Regions from separate parts of the Rattus norvegicus genome. Here region 1 is linked to region 2. The links are chromatin contacts, called in public HiChIP or PLAC-seq maps. All regions are on one chromosome and are shown on one strand. The core of a region is the stretch at or near the end of the contact, and the rest is flanking DNA. Distances in the headings are between cores, read along the strand shown. Region 1 holds the start of Tbrg4 (transforming growth factor beta regulator 4). Region 2 holds the start of Ccm2 (CCM2 scaffold protein).

Region 1 (3,494 bases), core at 154-2,653, 70 kb after region 2:
GTGCATGAGACAGCTCGGGCCTAACCAGGACCCCTGTGTTAACTTCAGAAGCTGCCCGCCACACTCACCCTTTCCCACGAGATGCCTGAGACCGAGCGGCTTTCAGGGCTCCAATCCCATTTCCCTTCACCCAAGGAACAGGCCCCAAGTGCACAGGAGGCCTGTTCTCAGCCCCATACCTTGTCTTCCAAGCGGTTCATCAGTGACTCTGACAAGTGCCCTGCCATGGTCATCATGGACACCAATGTGCGGCTGTCGCTGATCTCTGTCCAGCGCCTCTCCAGGTGCCTTAGCAGCTCAGCCAGCAGCTCCTTTGAGTGCTGCTCTTTCATGAAGGGGGCACAGGACTCAGCCAGGAAGACCAAGTGCTTATACTTTAGCCTCCGCAGACGCCAGCGTACTTCCTGTTCCACGGACCGCAGCTCCTTGGAGCCCTGAGGAAGCACTAGTGTGTACAGACTTCGCAGCAGCTTCACGAGGGTCCCATGCCAGACAGAAGTTATCTGCACCAAGGAGGACAGGTCAGTACGAAGCCAGCCCCACAGGTATTTAGCAGCTCCTCCTACCCTAGCCTCGCAGGACCCGCTAGCTGAGCACGTCTGAGGTCCTGGAGGCTCAGCTAGCGGCTCCTGGACACACTAGTGCCTCCTGAGAGGACTAATAGGAAGCACAGCCATGTTCTTGAAAACTAGAATAAGAAATGTCTAGAGAAGGACCGGGGATGGCAGTGTACACTTTCAATCTCAACACTCCGGAGGCAGAGGAAGGTGGATTTCTGTGAATTTGTGGCCAGCCTGGTCTACAAAGTGAGTTCTAGGACAGCCAGGGTTACACAGAGAAATTCTGTCTTCAAAAACCAACCTCCTACCCCAGCCCAAATGCTAGGAGCCCTGTCTATAGCTGTCAGTCATCAGTGGCTACTTTCTCCCCATGTACACGGTAACTGCTCACCTGACTGTCAACTAGCCTGACAAGTTGCTGAAAGCGAGCATCCTCTACAAGCAAGGCCTTTTCCTTTGGCTTCTCAGACAGCAGGTAGGACAGCCGGATGAGAATGAGGGCTGCATGATTGTGGTGCAGACTATGATCACCACCTAGCAGTTCCAGCAGCTCCTCTGGCCTGGTGGCTTTCTCAATGAGGTAGTCCACCTCTTGGTGCTCTGGGTAGGGAGTAAACACCTGCTCTTTTCCCAACAACTCCGTCAAGGAACCTGAAGAGGGGGAACTGACGGAGGAAGTCAAAGTCTTACAGGCCACCCCAGCAAGTCTCAGTCGGCCAACTGGAGCAACGGTAGGAACTAGGCGGGTGGCTTCTCTAAGTAGGCATGTGCACTGCTTCATCAGGCGAACTGCCATGATGGTGGGCACAGGGAAGAGGGAGGGAGGTTAAGACTCCTAGTAAGTGATTCCAAAGTCCTGAAAAGAAAAGGGAGTATTACATGAACTTAGAAGATATGGCAATTTTTTTTTTTTGGTTCTTTTTTTTCGGAGCTGGGGACCGAACCCAGGGCCTTGCGCTTCCTAGGCAAGCGCTCTACCACTGAGCTAAATCCCCAACCCAAGATATGGCAATTTTAAACAACTGGTCTCAGTCTTTCCTGTTTTAACACCCATTACATGTGAAAGAGCACTTTCTGAAGCAGAAGTCCTAGGAACTTCTGCTTCAGGACAGTGGTCAGGTATCACCGCTCAGCACTCGGCCTGGGAGGCACCAGGCCTAGCTGCACTTTCAAACTCCCCAGGTCCTCCTCAAGGCTTCCATGATGCAAATCTGGGCACATGCACCTTACACAGTACTAGGTTATTTTGTTTCTAATTTCAAAGGTATCCAGGATCAAAAAACGACTGGCTTAAATATTCTAAGTCAGAATGATTTGGGGAAACTTAGGATCTATAACTCACGTTCCTGAAACTTCTGGGAAAACATGGAACACTGCTGACACGGGAGTGAGACTCTCTAAATGCAGTAGGCTGCCTCACTGAACAACCTGAAAAAAGTCACCCTTTCTTAACTTTTGGATTCTCTCTCTCTGGTGGGAGGGGGTAGAGATGGCTCAGCAGTTAATTGTATTTGCCGTTCTTCCAGATAACCAAAATTCAGTCCCTAGCACCCCATCAAGTGACTCACAACTGTCTGTAACTCCAGCTCCAGGGATCTGACTCTCTCTGGGCTCACATACACAGACATACAAATAAAGAAAAAAAAATTTACTTAGTTAAAAAAAAAAAAAAAGACTACAATTACTTTATGTAGCTAAGAATGACCTTGAACTTTTAACTCCTCTTGCCTCCACCTCCGAGTGCTAAGATTATAGCTATCCAACCACTCCTGGTTTTATGCCCTGCTAAGGATCAAATCTAGGTCTTCATTTGAGCTAGGCAAGCAATTCCGACTGAGCCACACCCCAGCACCCTTAAAAGCAAAAATCGATGGCAAACAAGCCCTAACACCACCCAGAGTCACCATCTTGCCAATTTTAACCCAATCCCTACCGTACAGGCTCCATTTCAATTACTCTTTGCACTTTTATCCCACAGTTCCCTGCCAACCACAGGGTATGGCAAAACACACTTCCTTTTTCTAAGTCCTGCAAAATGTTACCTTCTTCGAGATGCTACATATCCACATGACGCTCCTTTCAACGATTCTGCCAGTCTTGTTCCCTAAGAAGAGACAGGAACCAGGTGGGACAAGTTACTTGGACTTTGCTTAAACCAAAGCAGAAAGCGCCTTAAAATTTTTTCCTGCTTCCGGGAACCGGGTGTATGGCTAGCTTATTTTATTGTTACATGAGCACATTACTGCAGTGGGAAAAAGATTGGCTTAATTATACTTAAAAGGAAACAAAATATGGCTCAGAAGGGGGGCATCTGCCCAAACCCCAATATCCATCATTTACTGAACCCGACAGTAAAGAAGCGCTGGCAAACATTATCGATTTTCAAGACAACTTTAAAGCAATTTAAGCCAAACCTGCGATTAAGTAAGCATCAACCCTGAAACCTAAAATGCAGAGACACGAAAAGCGACTGGCAGGGGACGCCAAGAGTCACTGCAGGTAGCGTAGCTTCCTCGGCTAGGCCTCGTCCAACGCGGGCCGAGGGGCGCGTGCACAATCGCAGGCCGGAAACGAATTTGCAACCGGCCAGCGCCCTTGGGTCGCAGTGTCAAAAGCCCCTTTCCTGGCTCTCCCCACAATAGCCCCGCCGGTTCTTACTAACTGTTGCCCTTCCTAGCCACCCTTCCCGTCTCGGATACCTACGCTTAGAAACCCAGTCTCTCCATGACGCCAGACGGGTGCAGCGATCACCCTCACTGACCTCCATCAGCCGTACCGCCTCCACGCGGCCCGGCGCGCTCACTACGTCACTGGCGCGCCGCCGGAAGCTAGGTAGTCAAGTGCTCTCGGACGGAGGCCACGCCCTCCGCCCTTTCCGGGCAGGCGCCATCTTTGCTGAGCCCAGCCTTCCGGTATTGGGAAGCTTGGTGAGAG
Region 2 (3,922 bases), core at 1,198-3,697:
GGCGGCAGATTTGCTGTACTGTGCATGCATCCTGAAAGAAAGAGCTCAGGCTGGATAATATCCCTATCCTGTAGCAGGATGCAGTAGAGACATAACTGGATAAAACTGTCTAAATTTGATTATATCGGGATAGAGAAACTTATACTATTTTACAGAGAGAGGAGCATGTGCCTAATGCAGGTTTGGGTCCGAGATTGCTAGATGCATCACTCAGAGAGGACGTTTGCGCGTAATATGTGCAGTAAAGGATTGAGGCTGGATTATTAGAAGAGGGGTTGTTCAGAACCAGATCGAGTCCTAGGCTATGAAACTATTCCCTATGCTTACAAGCCTCAGTTATTACAAGCTCTCAGGAAGAGAGTAATTCCATTCCATTCAGCCTCCCCTCTAGCAACTAAAACTTGTGAAAAGATGAAATAAAATTCAGGCCATAGGGGCTAGAGCGATGGCTCAGTGGTTAAGAAGGGAATACCACATAGAGTGTCTGTGGAGTGCTCAGTGACAAATGGGACATCTATGTCATCCCCCCCTACCCCACCCCCGCCCCAGGCTCCCAAGCTCAGGAGCCATCACCGCAGAGAAAGTAGATTATAAAAGCCAGAGGTGCATGGCAGTGGTACACACCTTTATTCACAGCACTTGAGAGGCAGGGGCAGCAGAGCTCTGGTTTCTAGGCTAGCCTGCTGTACACAGCAAGTGCAAAGTCAGTGAGAATTACACAGAGACTCAGTTCAGAGGCTGGGAGGAGGGCTGAGGCTATGTAACAGCATCTTCTGGACATGACAGGACTCCTACACTCATGGACTCAAAGCAGCTGTGGATGCTTGCTTAAGACCCGCACAAGATCAGCCAGTCAACATTCTAGCATGGACTAGGAAAGGATTCATGAGCCTCCCCCCAAGAATTGTGAACTGGAAGGGGAGGAATCATATTTCTTTGAGGGCATGGCTTCCTCTTGTAAAGATGTGCATGTGGCCCTGAGAGAACATACTACACTTAGCAGGATACTTAGTATTCTAAAATAAATATTGGCTTAATTTAGTTTTTTTTTTCTTTTGAGACACAGTTTCTTTGTATAGCCTTGGCTGTCCTGGAACTCACTCTGTAGACCAGTTTGGTCTTGAAGTCAAGAGATCTGCCTGCTTCTGCCTCCCAAGTGTTGGAATTAAATACATGTGCCACCATGGCCCAGTTTAGTATTAATTTAGGATCAGTAAAGTCCTTACTGTGGGTCGGCATAACAGCAAAAGGGACCTGTTGGGATGCCAACTTGCAGCATGCTTTTGAAAAAAAATAAAATCACCTGATCCTCTGAAATTGTTCTGTGAATGTAGTAACTGCATACGATGATTGTTAAGATCTATTACGTTGGGGCTGGAGAGATGGCTCAGTGGTTAAGAGTGCTGACTGCTCTTCCGAAGGACCTGGGGTCAATTTCTGTCACCCACATGGCAGCTTATCACCGTCTGTAACTACAGCTCCAGGAGGTTTTTTTTTTTTTTTTTTTTTTTTCTATTCTTTTTCGGAGCTGGGGACCGAACCCAGGGCCTTGCGCTTGCTAGGCAAGCGCTCTACCACTGAGCCAAATCCCCAACCCTGCTCCAGGAGTTCTAACACCTTCATATAGATACATGCGCATGTATGTATGTATGTATGTATGTATGTATGTATGTATGTATGTATGTATGTATGTATGTATGTATGTATGTACACAAACGTTGTATACACTACCAAGGAGGTTCTATTGACAGCTACGGTTGATCTTGAACTCATTTTCCTGTTTCTACCAGCCCAGCCAGGTGCTAGGATTACATAGAAGTGCGCTGCCACGCCCAGCCAGAACAGAAAGTTACTAGAAAAAAGGGTTTCCTTGTGGCTCAGAGTAAAAAGCAAGAAATGCCAAGTGGCAGGGCGCCCAGAACCTGGGTTGGAGACTGGCTCTGTCCCTTCCCAGGGGCTTGAGGCCCGCCTCCCAGATCGCGAGGCAGGCTGGGAAATCGGCCTCCCTAAAGATGGCGGCAGAATTGAAAAGTTGGATCCACTCCCGCGCGGCCCTGAAGGGTTCGGGCGAGCTGGGGGGTATTGGGGCGTCTTTCCAGAGGGGATGGGAAGGACTGGAGGGTAGGCAGACGTACTCCATAGGCCCTGAGGAGGCGTGGAGGGGTCCGGAATGAACCGGGATCTCCTCAGGGGCATTCGGGAGAGCCTTTGCCCTGTAAGGAAGCGCCCTCCTTGGGCCCAGCGGTTTTCTCTGGGCGGAAGTGCGGGAGCGCGGAGGCTGTGGGCGGGGCATGAGGGGGCGGGGTCTCTGCGGTGGGCTGGCTCCCTAGGTCCGGAAGTGCGGGTGGGGCGCGGCCGGGGCGGAGACTGCGGGCGGGCCGGCGGCGCGGTGAGCGCGGGGGTGGCGGGCCCAGAGCGAGCATGTAGCGGCCGCTGGCGGTGGGGCTCCCGGGGCGGGCCGCGGGGGCCGCACGCGGCGACATGGAGGAGGAGGGCAAGAAGGGCAAGAAGGTGAGCGCTCACCGGCGCGTCCTCCCGCCGGGCCGGGGCGTGGGGTGGGGGTCCCTCGGGGTGGGCGGGCGGCGGAGCGGGCAGGGACAGTGGTCAGGTGGGCCTGCGGCTCCCGGAGGAAGTGCCGCGCCTTTCCGGTAGGGGGGTCCCTTTTGCTGCTCGCCCCCGGCCTGCTCCAGACGGCCTGTCAGGGGGCCCGCCTTCCCCGCGCGACGGGCTGGGGCCACAAAGGAAGTGGGCCCAGCGAGGGGCCAGAAGGTGGCCTGGGCTGGAACTTGGACCACTGGGCTGTGCCGCGACCGGCGAGGCTTTTACTGCCCACTTGGCTTTGTTTTTGGATGTCCAGTAAAAGCAAAGATGGACTTAGCTTCTCGGCGGGTTCGCTCGTCGACTGTCGCTCGTATTTAATACCACTGAGCGATTTTAGTGACGTTATGTTTGGCAGTAAGATTTAGGACATGGTTCAAGAGGCTCCTTCGTTTCTGTAGTTTAAAAAATGTGGCTTTAATTACAGGCTTGAGTAGTTGATAAAGAACATTTTAAGGATCCTGGGAAGACCATGTGGGGATAAACTGCTTTAACTGTTTTTAAAGCGAAAACTGGGGTTTGATAAAATGTATCCCTTTCAAATAAATGCTTTGCAATCTTAATGTTTGCCTGTCATTTTCATTTTGATAAATGTGTGCACCTTGTGGACAAGTTTAACACAGACTTTGATGTCCTGGCTCAGTTAACCACCCGGCCTCCTTGTAGCCTTTAATTGGCCACACCACTCCTCACCTTGCTTTAGGAAGTGTCCCATTTTTCAGAAAGTCTTACTTGAAATAGAGTGTGGCCAGGTGGCCTTCAGGGAGTCCAGGCCAGCGGCGGCGCTGCCCCCACTTTTCTTTTGTTTTAAGACAGAAACTTGCACTTGGCTGTTTGGATGTCCTATCAACTTGTTACCTCCGGAGATGGTTACAAGTATAGAAAAGGGGGGTTTGAGCATTGTAAAAGGATTTAGCTAGAAAAGAGGAGTGCTGTTTAGGAAGGACCTGGCCCAAGTGTGGATGAGGCTGAACTGTGCCAGCCGGTCTTTGCAATGCTAGTAGCCTACATCCCTGGAGACTAGTCATTGTATTTGCAGCACACTCTTAGTGCTCTGTAAGACACCTGGCCCACATTCTTGTTTGGGACAAATTGCCTGGCTGTTTTTTGTTGATTTGTATATCATACAAGTTCAGATAGAAAGCAGAGGAGCAGAGCGGTGCATTAAGACTTTCCCCTGAGCTTTCAAATCAGTAGCGAGAAGAACTTAACAGTTACATGCTGTGAAAAAAACAGAAGTACAGACTAAGGCAATGATTAATTTCATTGTCTCTATTAAAGGAGATAATGGGTTGTGTCGGGATCTGTGCTAGCAGTTGTAGGC

What was found. HiChIP or PLAC-seq counts read pairs in DNA pulled down with a chosen protein or histone mark.
Region 1: a contact with region 2 is called in an H3K27ac HiChIP or PLAC-seq map of oligodendrocytes, with 2.1 times the contacts expected there. The contact joins the promoter of Tbrg4 here to the promoter of Ccm2 in region 2. A contact is called at or near these places in 1 of 12 Hi-C or Micro-C datasets (liver) and 1 of 1 datasets of contacts at active chromatin or transcription factors (oligodendrocytes).

Annotation. Positions count from the first base shown.
Region 1 is chr14:85,701,326-85,704,819 of GRCr8, forward strand. Tbrg4 (transforming growth factor beta regulator 4) reads right to left here and starts at 1,404. Exons shown (of 10, transcript NM_001012154.1): 1 at 952-1,404; 2 at 180-503. The coding sequence starts at 1,356.
Region 2 is chr14:85,630,006-85,633,927 of GRCr8, forward strand. It overlaps Ccm2 (CCM2 scaffold protein), which reads left to right and starts at 2,448. Exons shown (of 10, transcript NM_001126275.1): 1 at 2,448-2,511. The coding sequence starts at 2,482.